Regions from separate parts of the Gasterosteus aculeatus genome. Here region 2 is linked to region 1. Evidence: chromatin contacts called from public Hi-C data. All regions are on one chromosome and are shown on one strand. Each heading gives the region's core, a stretch centred on a gene start, on an enhancer-like site or on the middle of the called end of the contact. The rest is flanking DNA. Distances are from core to core; before and after follow the strand shown.

Region 1 (4,738 bases), core at 443-2,942:
AGCACTGGGCTTTAGTCATTAGGCTGAGTTTAGTTAGTCAGCATCCTGCTTCATGTCTCAAACACACAAGAAATGGGCCTTCTCCCGGCCTGCGCACTCATCGAGGGCCGCGGTGTCCGCCGGGGGTCCGCGCGCTGACCCCTCGACTCAGTTCACGTGTCAGACATCAGTTCAGCGCGCCACCTCAAAGGGGTGAGGCATGAGAGGCACGTCGGACTTCCCTGCGTCTCACCTCTCCGCCTTTTAACGCGAACCACATGTGACGGGTGACGAGTGCTCTCCTCTTTCATTCGCTACCGACGGACGCTGACCCCGGACGGGGGGAGGAGGGGGGGTTGTTTTTAACACGGTGATTAATCACACGCAGCGGCGAGCTGAACATGGACCAGCCCCCCCCACCTCCTCCGTACCTCCCCCATTAAATCAAGGGGAGCTCCGGCGGACACAGAGAGCACTTTGTGCCGGGGGGGGAAACACAGGTCTTTGTCCGGCCCGAGACGCCAGGCCCCGGCGGGGGCAGACGCGGCGGTGGACTCCGAGCGGGTGTTTTGACAACCTCGGCTTCCGAACAAAAACCTGCATGTGTGCGCCACGTTTCCTGTTTCATATCCCGGGTCGGTTCGGAGGATTACACGGGATTAAGATAATGGAGCAGTGTTTGGATCGCTGCTTTGATAGCGGCGAGGACGCTCCCCGAGAGCAGAAAGTAGCACAGAGGTTTGGTGGGGGAAACTGCAGTGACAGGTGACTTCCTGTCACGACCAGGACCGTCTAATGAGTTATTTCTTCTTCTATTGATCTGGAGTTTATTAAATCTACCCGAGTAGTCTCCATCGCCCCCTACGGGTGAGCCTCTTTGGGTTAGAAACACAAGTACTAAGCATCAAGAACCAACTAACCCACTGTTCCCTGCACCAAATGACAGAACATTGATACACTGAATAAAAGAGCTCATAACGGAAGGACTTTTTTGTTTATCGTTAAATCCGGCAGTTACCAAACTGTGGGTCAGGGCCCCTTACGCAGACAGACCTCGGGATCTTATCTTTAAGACGTTTTTTTTAATTTCAAGCTTTTCTGTGAGTTTTACCTTCAGGACTCAAACCCTGATTTGAATGAGACAATGTGAGACGTTTGGAGGGAGAATATCTTGATGGATGGAAACCACTACTTTCTTAACTGATCTTTTATTGGATATCTGAAGAGTAACTAAAGCTTTCAAACACCTATAGTGTCGTAAAAAGTACACTACATTGTGAATTTGGCTTAGTCTAGTATCTTATCCAAGGACCCAAAACTGAGATGGGGGGGTCTGCGTATCGGGTCGGGTGGATGGAGAATAATGTCTACTTTCTCCCCGGGTTACGATGCGTAATTATGGTTGTCTCACTAAAACATGCGCACAACTTATCCACCAACAAGGCGCAATATTGTTTGCATTGCCTGATTTCACGCCACTGTTCATCGTCATCTGCCCACAAATCTACCGACGTGATCAGTCACAGGCGACACCCCCCCTCCCTCCCTTCCCCCCCGATAAGTGGCAGTTGGCAGCCGGGGGAAGACGAGCCAAACGGAGAGAGCCGTCAAAGAAGCTTTTCATGCGCCCGGCGGGAAGCTGGACGGCAGTGTCTCCCGATGGGCGACTCCTCCGTCTGGCAGACATTCAGGCGGGCAGAGCCGGGTGAGCGCCTTGGCACCGGCAGGGCAGCCGGCATTCTGGTGGAGCAGAGGCTGGCACCGGCAGCGGGTTGGCCTCTCCAGTGGCAGAGGGAGACACACACACACACACACATTCTGCCACATTCCTGCTGCGGAGCGGACGGAGGCTGGCAGGATGGGGCCACTCCTGGAAAAAAAAAAAAAAGCTGCTGTTGTCTGCCGGCGGCTTTCGTGCGAGCGGGAGCCTGGATTGGGGCGCGCTGCACGCCGAGTACCCGAGCAATCCGCTTCTGTCGGCTCCTGGAAATAACAAGCGGCGTTTTGGGGGCCCCACAATGCACTTGGAGGGACAACACAGGGACTCCTCGGTGGCCTTGGACGCGGTTTGTTTTTGGAGTTGCTCTCAAACCCCCACCGAGGCGACCACATAGGCTGGGAGGCACTGACATTTTTTGTAAACTATTTTCACTCTTTGTATAAAAAAGAAAAGGCAACACTTTATGGTCTACCAGCGTGCAGCGGTGCTAAATCAGCACGTCACCTCGAGCTGATAAACACCAAAGGACCAGATCAACAAATATATAAGTATAATCTTTCACTGCAACACAACCTTGTTTTTAACCTCCATGCGATGAAGTTAGAGTTATTGAATATGATATTTTAGTTTATGCGGAAGAATTGCTTTACAATCCGTGGTACTGGAAGGATAATAAACCCATAGGATGAAGGTTTGATGCAATAGACGCATCAAACCTTCAGCGGGGTTTAACCGCGGTTGTGCCAAAATGACGGCATCCCAAACACATCCAGTGAAAGAATTCAAGGACGGGCATCGCGCGTCTCTCGATGGTTCTCTTATGGACTCAGAGCGCCACCTGGTGGATCACAACGACATCAGCAACTGAGGTACGCCAAGAAAAATGAAAGAACCAAGGGCTCAAAATACATTTTAAAGTTGAGTCAAATCAACAAAGTTTGTCCTAAGACAACAGAAGCTGACCATATATTTTCTCATGTACATGGTTTTCACAACATCAATTTGTTTTGGTAATAACAGACATGTTTCAAAGTATGAAAATGTACACTGAAATTTCACATTTTTACAGTATTAGGGCGGCATCGGAGGTCTTTCCCTAATCTACGTGGAGTCGGGTTGAGCTGCCGGATAATAGTTTGTGGAACCAAGTTGAACCCAGCCGGACCTTCTGCACTGCAGTTATATTCTCGTGTTGCCGAGGCAACCGGGACAGATCAATAACAGCACGATGCAGCGAGGAGGACATCTTACAGCAAAGATCATTTTAATGGTCCCAAATATTCTGAACAACTAAGTGTACACTAATGTAAAAGGAAAAAAAAAGAAAAGATATGACAAAATTCATCACATCTAGAATTCCACTCAATCTTTAATCAAGACGGGATTACAAATTCTCCAAAAAATCTGCAGTTTCAAAGGGCAAAAAGGGTAAAACTAGCTCACCTACTGAGGTCTTTAAAAACCTGTTCAAGTTTGACTGAAAACGTCCTGAACATTTAAAGGCAGGTCTTTTTTTGTCATCATTTACAAAAAACAGGAGAAAGATTGAGACAAATAGAGAACAAAAACAAAATGATGAAGAAACTGCTGGCTTTTTTTTTCTCTTCCGAGAAAGAATGTCCGTTGAAGAACGACAACACTGATGACATCATCAAACGACAACAAGGACGGCGCCGCACGCCGCCTCCCGTCTGGTATTATACACTAACAAAAAAAAAAAAAAACTGGGTTCAAAAGCAGCAGATGAAGAAAGGAGGAAAAAGAAGAGAAGCAAAAGAAGCAGGTGGAAACGAACGAGGAGGAAGGTGAATTCTCAAGGGGGGAGGGGGGTGCGAGTGGTGGTTCTGGGTCTGAACTGGCCGACCTATTTGGGCCGCTGTGATGTCATTCCCTGAGTGGGGGGGGGGCTGGTGGGAGCGGGGGTGGGAGGGATGAGGGGAGGTGGGGGGGCAGTGGGTTGTTGTCCGAGCCGGCAGGCTCTCTGGGGTTTCAGTCGGTGTGTACATGTTTTTTTCGAATGCGGTCTGAGTAACCGGCCCGAAGTGCGCCCACCACCTACCGAGCGGATCTTTTCCTCCCCCGACATTCACGCTTCCAGACGTTTTTTCTTTCTTTTTTTTTCCTTTTTCTTTTTTTTTTACTCCGGGTTTCCTGATTGGCACTTGTATGAAGCGGACTAGTCTGAGGAGGCCTTGCATCCGTGCACAGTCTGCTCCTCCGTGTGGCCGCCCGCTGCGTGGCTCTAAAATCATTCATCGGTTTACAAGCTTGATCAACCCTGCAAAAGGTCTGTGGGCTGCACCCGCCCCGAGCAGCGGAGCTTCTTTAGGAGCTCAGCTTGGACTTCTTCGAGGGAGGCAGAGGGTCCTCTTTGCTCTCGCCGTCCTCCTCGTCCTCGTCCTCCTCGTCATCCTCATCGTCGTCGTCGGGATAGTCCACCAGTCCCACCAAGCCTCCCTGGAGAGGAAACACAAGTCAAAAATCACATCATTCCGACTTATTTTTCAGGCGCTTAAAGCGTTAAAACGCCGACGGCTACCTTTGTGGTTACAGTTGTGGGGGAGGCAGAGCTCCGCGCCCCCGAGCCCGGAGAGCCCGGTGATCCCGGAGAGCCCGGGTTCAACGAGGCAGAGGAAGGAGGGCTGGACAGGCTGGTTTTGGTGGAGCCAGAGAAGGAGAGCTTGAAGCTCGGGTTCTGCCTGCCGGATAAGCTTGACTTCCCCAGCACGTCTTTGTCGTCCGTGTCTTTCACTTTGAGGGACAGGAGGGAGAAAACAGGGTCATCACGTCCTCTTTCACCACTCGACAGGTGAACAAGTATATGTTCTAGGAACACAAGCGTTTAGAAGACACATTTCGTTGTGTGTGTCTCACCCAAAATCAACAGACTAACAAAGAACTAGAATTAAATGTATTTTGAGACCGAGAGTAAAAATGACAATATGCAACAGTATATTTCCAATAGCTCGTAAAAGGTTGATTTATTATATATCTACCTAATTGCAAGTGACTATATTGGGCGGGTGTATAAAACTCCCT
Region 2 (4,736 bases), core at 1,405-3,904, 130 kb before region 1:
GAGAACCAATTCTATCCCCAGTAAGTGATGAACAGGAACACATTTGCTGTCTGCAACCAGCGATTATTATCAATTATTCATTAATGTCATTAAAAAAAAAGAAACACATCCCACCAATTCCCCCCGGACAACAATACTAAGTTGTTGTCCAACGGACACAAAAAGACGATGCTACTCGCTCTCGCTTAAAAGAAACAAAAGCAGGAAATCTTCGCACGAACGACACCGACGGCGAATAATCTATGACGTGTTAAACATTGTGCACAACTAGCTCGCCCCGCCGCGCTGGCCCGGGGGCTGCGAAGTGTGGCTCGGCTCGCTGCACACGTGTAATTACCCGTTGGGGCAGCTGTGTAATAGAACATGATAACAGGGGGGGGGAGAGACACAGAATCCAAACACCCGGCGACATGACGGCACGGTTGGTGCGATTGCTCCAGATGTCAACAAACGGTGCAAATACAAAGACACGCAGAAAGAGGCGGGAACAGGGGGAAAAAATAAAAATCAACGGCTGGATGACTTCACCCTCAGGTTCACCCGCCTGACCGGATTGTCCACCACCAGCGGTCCGACCCGGCGTCCCCAAGAAGAGGCCTGAGCCACGGGGGAATTTACCACTTCCATCGGCCTGGCAGCACCTGCCAATCAAAACACCCTCCCCTCGGTCTCCAGGGAGACTCTGCCGGCCAAGAATGTGAGGACTGAAGGATTTCTTTGTCCCTGAGGTATTCTTAGTCGTCTTTCTGGCGTCATTCACCCGGGGGCGCGCTTGGTCAGCGTTTCTCTAGGCGCACGGTTCTTGACGGACGAACCGAACCTGGGGACGGCAGACAAAACCGATCTCAGGTGCAGGTGACGCAAATGACAGCAGCGTCTCCTGCCCACCTCCAGGACAAGTGGACTTGCAGGACCGCGATATATTTTGCCGCTCATTAGGAGCAGACACTGGACACACGCACACACACACACACACACGGCATGATACACACATGTGCTCTTTAGCACCTTTTCCCCAGAGTGTTAGTCCGCTTGTTGCCAACCATTAGACCCATTAGAGGCCAATTAACACCGACACAACGCTGCCTTCCCGCTTTATGGCACAGTAAACAGAACCCCCCCCCCCCGCAGGCCGGCTCAGGGTTCAACGGAGCTCGGAGGCCTTTAATGCAACACAGAAAGAAAAAGAAAAAACCCAATTAGTTCTGCAATATGCTGCCTTTTAAAGCCCGTGGATTCCGTCACACCGGATTGCACATAAACCTGAAGTAATTGGCGGGATCCAGGCACTGATATGACTAACACTGACTTCACCTTGCAAACTGATTGTATGAGAGCAGGGGCGTGTGTGGGGGGGCACTGCTCTGAAGTTTGCTTTTTATTCTCTGAGCCATAAATCCGTGCACTTGGTCTCGACGATGGTTCCCATCATGTATAGTAACACATTAACCCCACCTATCTGCATTGCATCAATGAGATGTGTGTGTGTGTGTGTGTGTGTGTGCACAGACCAAGCCTTTAATCCCGTATGCGGCCAGGTGGCTTCGGGAAAGGGGACCCCCTGTTGTTCGCAGTGCCCATAACGTGAGTCAGAATTGGCCATAAGATAAGCACAGCCCCCCCCCCCCCCCCCCCCGTCTCCCGTGTTAAAGTTGTTCATTCTGGAACAAACATAGTAGTGAGCATGCTGCAGCACGCCGCGGGTCGTCCTGGGAGACTCGCTGCGCCGAAATCACTGCGCACACTTATTCCAGAGTGGCCAGCTTTCCAAAAAGCGTGCGTAATGGCTTAATGTGCATGCGTTTCATCTCCGGTGCCAATTGTTTACTCGTACATCGACCCGCTTTTTAAAGTGTGCAAAGAAGACCGCTTTTTTGTCTCCAAAACAAGAAGGTGAACAAAAGAAAAAGAATTTCCCCAACCTGAAAAGTCTGCAGAGCCCTTGGTGAGATCGCCGAGGACGCCCAGGCACGTTATTCCCAGCAGGAGCGCAGAAGTGACGGCCGAGAGAGTCCCATCTGAGAGGAACATCCTTGAAGCCTCAACGTGCGCGCGAGTTTCTCCGTAGCGCCAGAAAGTCCCGCAGCCACATTTGGTTTTTTATTTTTTATTTTTGTTGTTTGTTGTTGTTGTTCTTTCTCCAGGTGGCGCGTCGCGTGCGGGAGATGTGCGCTCCCGGGTCTCTCTCTAGTCCTCCCTCATCCTCCCCCCTGTGCGCGTCGAGCAGTGGCCCGCTCCCGGAGTGCGCTTCTGACTGCGTGTTCCTGAAGGCAGCCCACCTGGAGCACCGCCGCTCCCCCTGCATGGTCTCAAAGACCCGGATTTCACTACCAAGACACAGGCCATTATCCAATTATATAACACCCTGACGGGGGCCCTTTTGCCCCCCCCCCCTCCTTTACTCATCATATTTTTCTTTTAATTGTTTATGTGCACTATGTTGTTAGATATTTTTTGCTTTGAAATACAATTTTGGATACAGGACCTGTTCTTGTATTGGAGGGTTTTTAAAGTGTTATATCGCCCACACCTCTAATACATTTTGGAGTGGAAGTAAAATGTACTTTAACAAATTTGGTTTGGAATCATCCATAAATAACGCTCGGATTTAGTTATACATGCATACTATTTACGACCTACTTCCTACATCGCACTTGCATTTGAAATGGAAGCCGGTGAATGATGTAAATGACGCGGCTGCGACATCTTGCGGCCGATGGAAGTCACTGCAGCTCATAAGAAATCGCGTTTCGTAGACGCGCATTTCCCCACGCGGCTTCCGTACAACTTCCCGTGTAAAAACGGAAGGTCAGACATGGCAGCCTGTGCGAAAGGGCTCCACAGATGCACGTTCTCCCTAAGGTTATTACGAGACCCGCGGCTCCAAAATGAACGTAAGCAAATACAAGACAAAGCTCCTTTCTCTCCGGTAAACTTCACGGTTCCACGTCGGGCTCTGAAGGCGTGTTGTTCTCGTAGTTTAACGTAAAACGCACCTGCGAGCTAACGTCCCGTTAGCCGACGCGACACTTTTAGCTAATAGCCACCGCTCAACGTGACGAGCGACCGCCGCTTCATGACCGACTGACTCACCCTTCGTCGCGTTTTCTTGTGTCTTCCAGGGTTCGTATCGACGTCGCTGTGTCGTCCGGCTCCGGGTCACAACGGCGAGGAGCCGCCAAAGTTCTCTCCTCCAGCGAAACCTGTCATCATAGACAAGACACAGACCGTGGCGTCTCTGCGGAAGTATGAAACCGCGTCAGTCTGTGTGTGTGTGTGTGTGTGTGTGTGTGTGTGTGTGTGTAAAACGTGGTGTTCTTACACTGTCTTTGTCGTTTGCTTCTCAGGTTTCTGAGCCCGGAGTTTGTCCCTCCGAGACAGAGGACGGATCCTTTTAAATTCGCCATCGAGAGGAAGGACATGATCCGCAGGAGGAAAGTCCTTCACATCCCCGAATTCTACGTAGGTGAGAAAACGGGCACACGTGACTCTTCCAAGATGACGAAACTTCCGGTTTCCTCTCATTAAGTTGCCCCTCGGATCCTCTTTTTTTTATGTGATCTTCCTAAACTTTGTCAAATTCTGCACCGGCTTCAAAAGTTTGTTTGCACATTTTTAATAAGTGTAACTTGCTTTTGGTTGTTCTAAGGGAGCATCCTGGCAGTGACCATGGCCGACCCCAACGCCAGCGGGAAAATCAATCGCTTCGTGGGCATTTGCATCCAGAGGGGGGGGAAGGGCCTGGGGGCCACATTTGTCCTGAGGAACATCATCGATAATCAAGGTGAGCTTTTATTTATTTTCTGTGTGAGTGTTTTCTGTGTTTGGAAATTGTCACACACGCTGTGTCATCACTGTCTCTACTAATGTAAATGTTATATTACGTTTTAGTATAAAATCTGCCTGAGTTTTCCCCCTCTGTGCTCATGTACACATCCCTGTGGAAGTGTTGGCCATTTGTAACTTGGTTGAGGAAGAATACAGGACTCGATATTTACAAGGAGTGAACCAGCTTTCCATCGTGTCTGTGTCGCTCAGGGGTGGAGATCTGCTACGAGATGTACAGCCCCCGTATCCAGAAGATCGACGTGCTGAAGCTTGAGAAGAGGCTGGACGACAACCTTGTGTACCTGAGAGACGCTCTGAGCGAGTACAGCACCGTGGACCCGGAGATGAAGCCTGTGCCCTTTTCCCCCACCGGGGAGGTGACCGTCAACAAGGTGGGAGGTCTTCAAGATGCACCCTAATTTATAACAGAGGCCTGGATTAAAGGGGGGCGTCTCCGAGCTCATTCGTTGTATCTTTATGCACCTGCATGTATCACTTTTCTAATGTTTTTAGTCATTTAGGTAAAAATGTTCCCTCAGTGGGTTTGATTTCAAAGAACTGCAGCATGTTAACGTTTTGTGTTTATTCACCAGATCAGGGTCAGGATGCGTCCGAAACCTTGGTCCAAACGCTGGGAGCGGCCCAAGTTCAATATCCAGGGCATTCGCTTCGACCTGGCGCTGACCCCGGAGCAGACGGAGCACGCCCAGAAGTGGGCGCACCCGTGGCTGGAGTACGACATGCTGAGGGAGTACGACACGTCCAACCTGGAGGAGCGGATCCTCCGCGAGGTCCAGCAGGAGATGAGCAAGTGAGAAAGATCCTCCGCAAGGGGATCAACAGACTTTCTAGGAGTGGGGGAGAAAGAGGAACACGGAGTTGGCATGGATGTAAAAAAAAAAAAAAAA

What was found. A called contact is a pair of places that touch in the nucleus more often than the background predicts.
Region 2: a contact with region 1 is called in a Hi-C map of tail fin, with 6 times the contacts expected there. The contact joins the promoter of mrpl19 here to the enhancer-like site in region 1. A contact is called at or near these places in 3 of 6 Hi-C or Micro-C datasets (skeletal muscle, tail fin and whole body).

The regions. Positions count from the first base shown.
Region 1 is chr18:9,479,410-9,484,147 of fGasAcu3.hap1.1, reverse strand. smek1 (SMEK homolog 1, suppressor of mek1 (Dictyostelium)) reads right to left here. Exons shown (of 15, transcript XM_078093140.1): 14 at 4,239-4,450; 15 at 2,941-4,156. The coding sequence ends at 4,025. Among protein-coding and RNA genes, the nearest start is that of smek1, 9.3 kb to the right of the region's middle. Within about 2 kb of position 1,692, at least 1 of the 9 cell types and tissues checked has open chromatin away from gene starts, as enhancers often do.
Region 2 is chr18:9,614,306-9,619,041 of fGasAcu3.hap1.1, reverse strand. It overlaps mrpl19 (mitochondrial ribosomal protein L19), which reads left to right and starts at 2,654. Exons shown (of 6, transcript XM_040160845.2): 1 at 2,654-2,894; 2 at 3,123-3,246; 3 at 3,348-3,466; 4 at 3,650-3,784; 5 at 4,039-4,220; 6 at 4,422-4,736. The coding sequence starts at 2,717. The coding sequence ends at 4,643. eva1aa (eva-1 homolog A, regulator of programmed cell death a) reads right to left here and starts at 2,160. Exons shown (of 8, transcript XM_040160844.2): 1 at 1,923-2,160. The coding sequence starts at 2,031.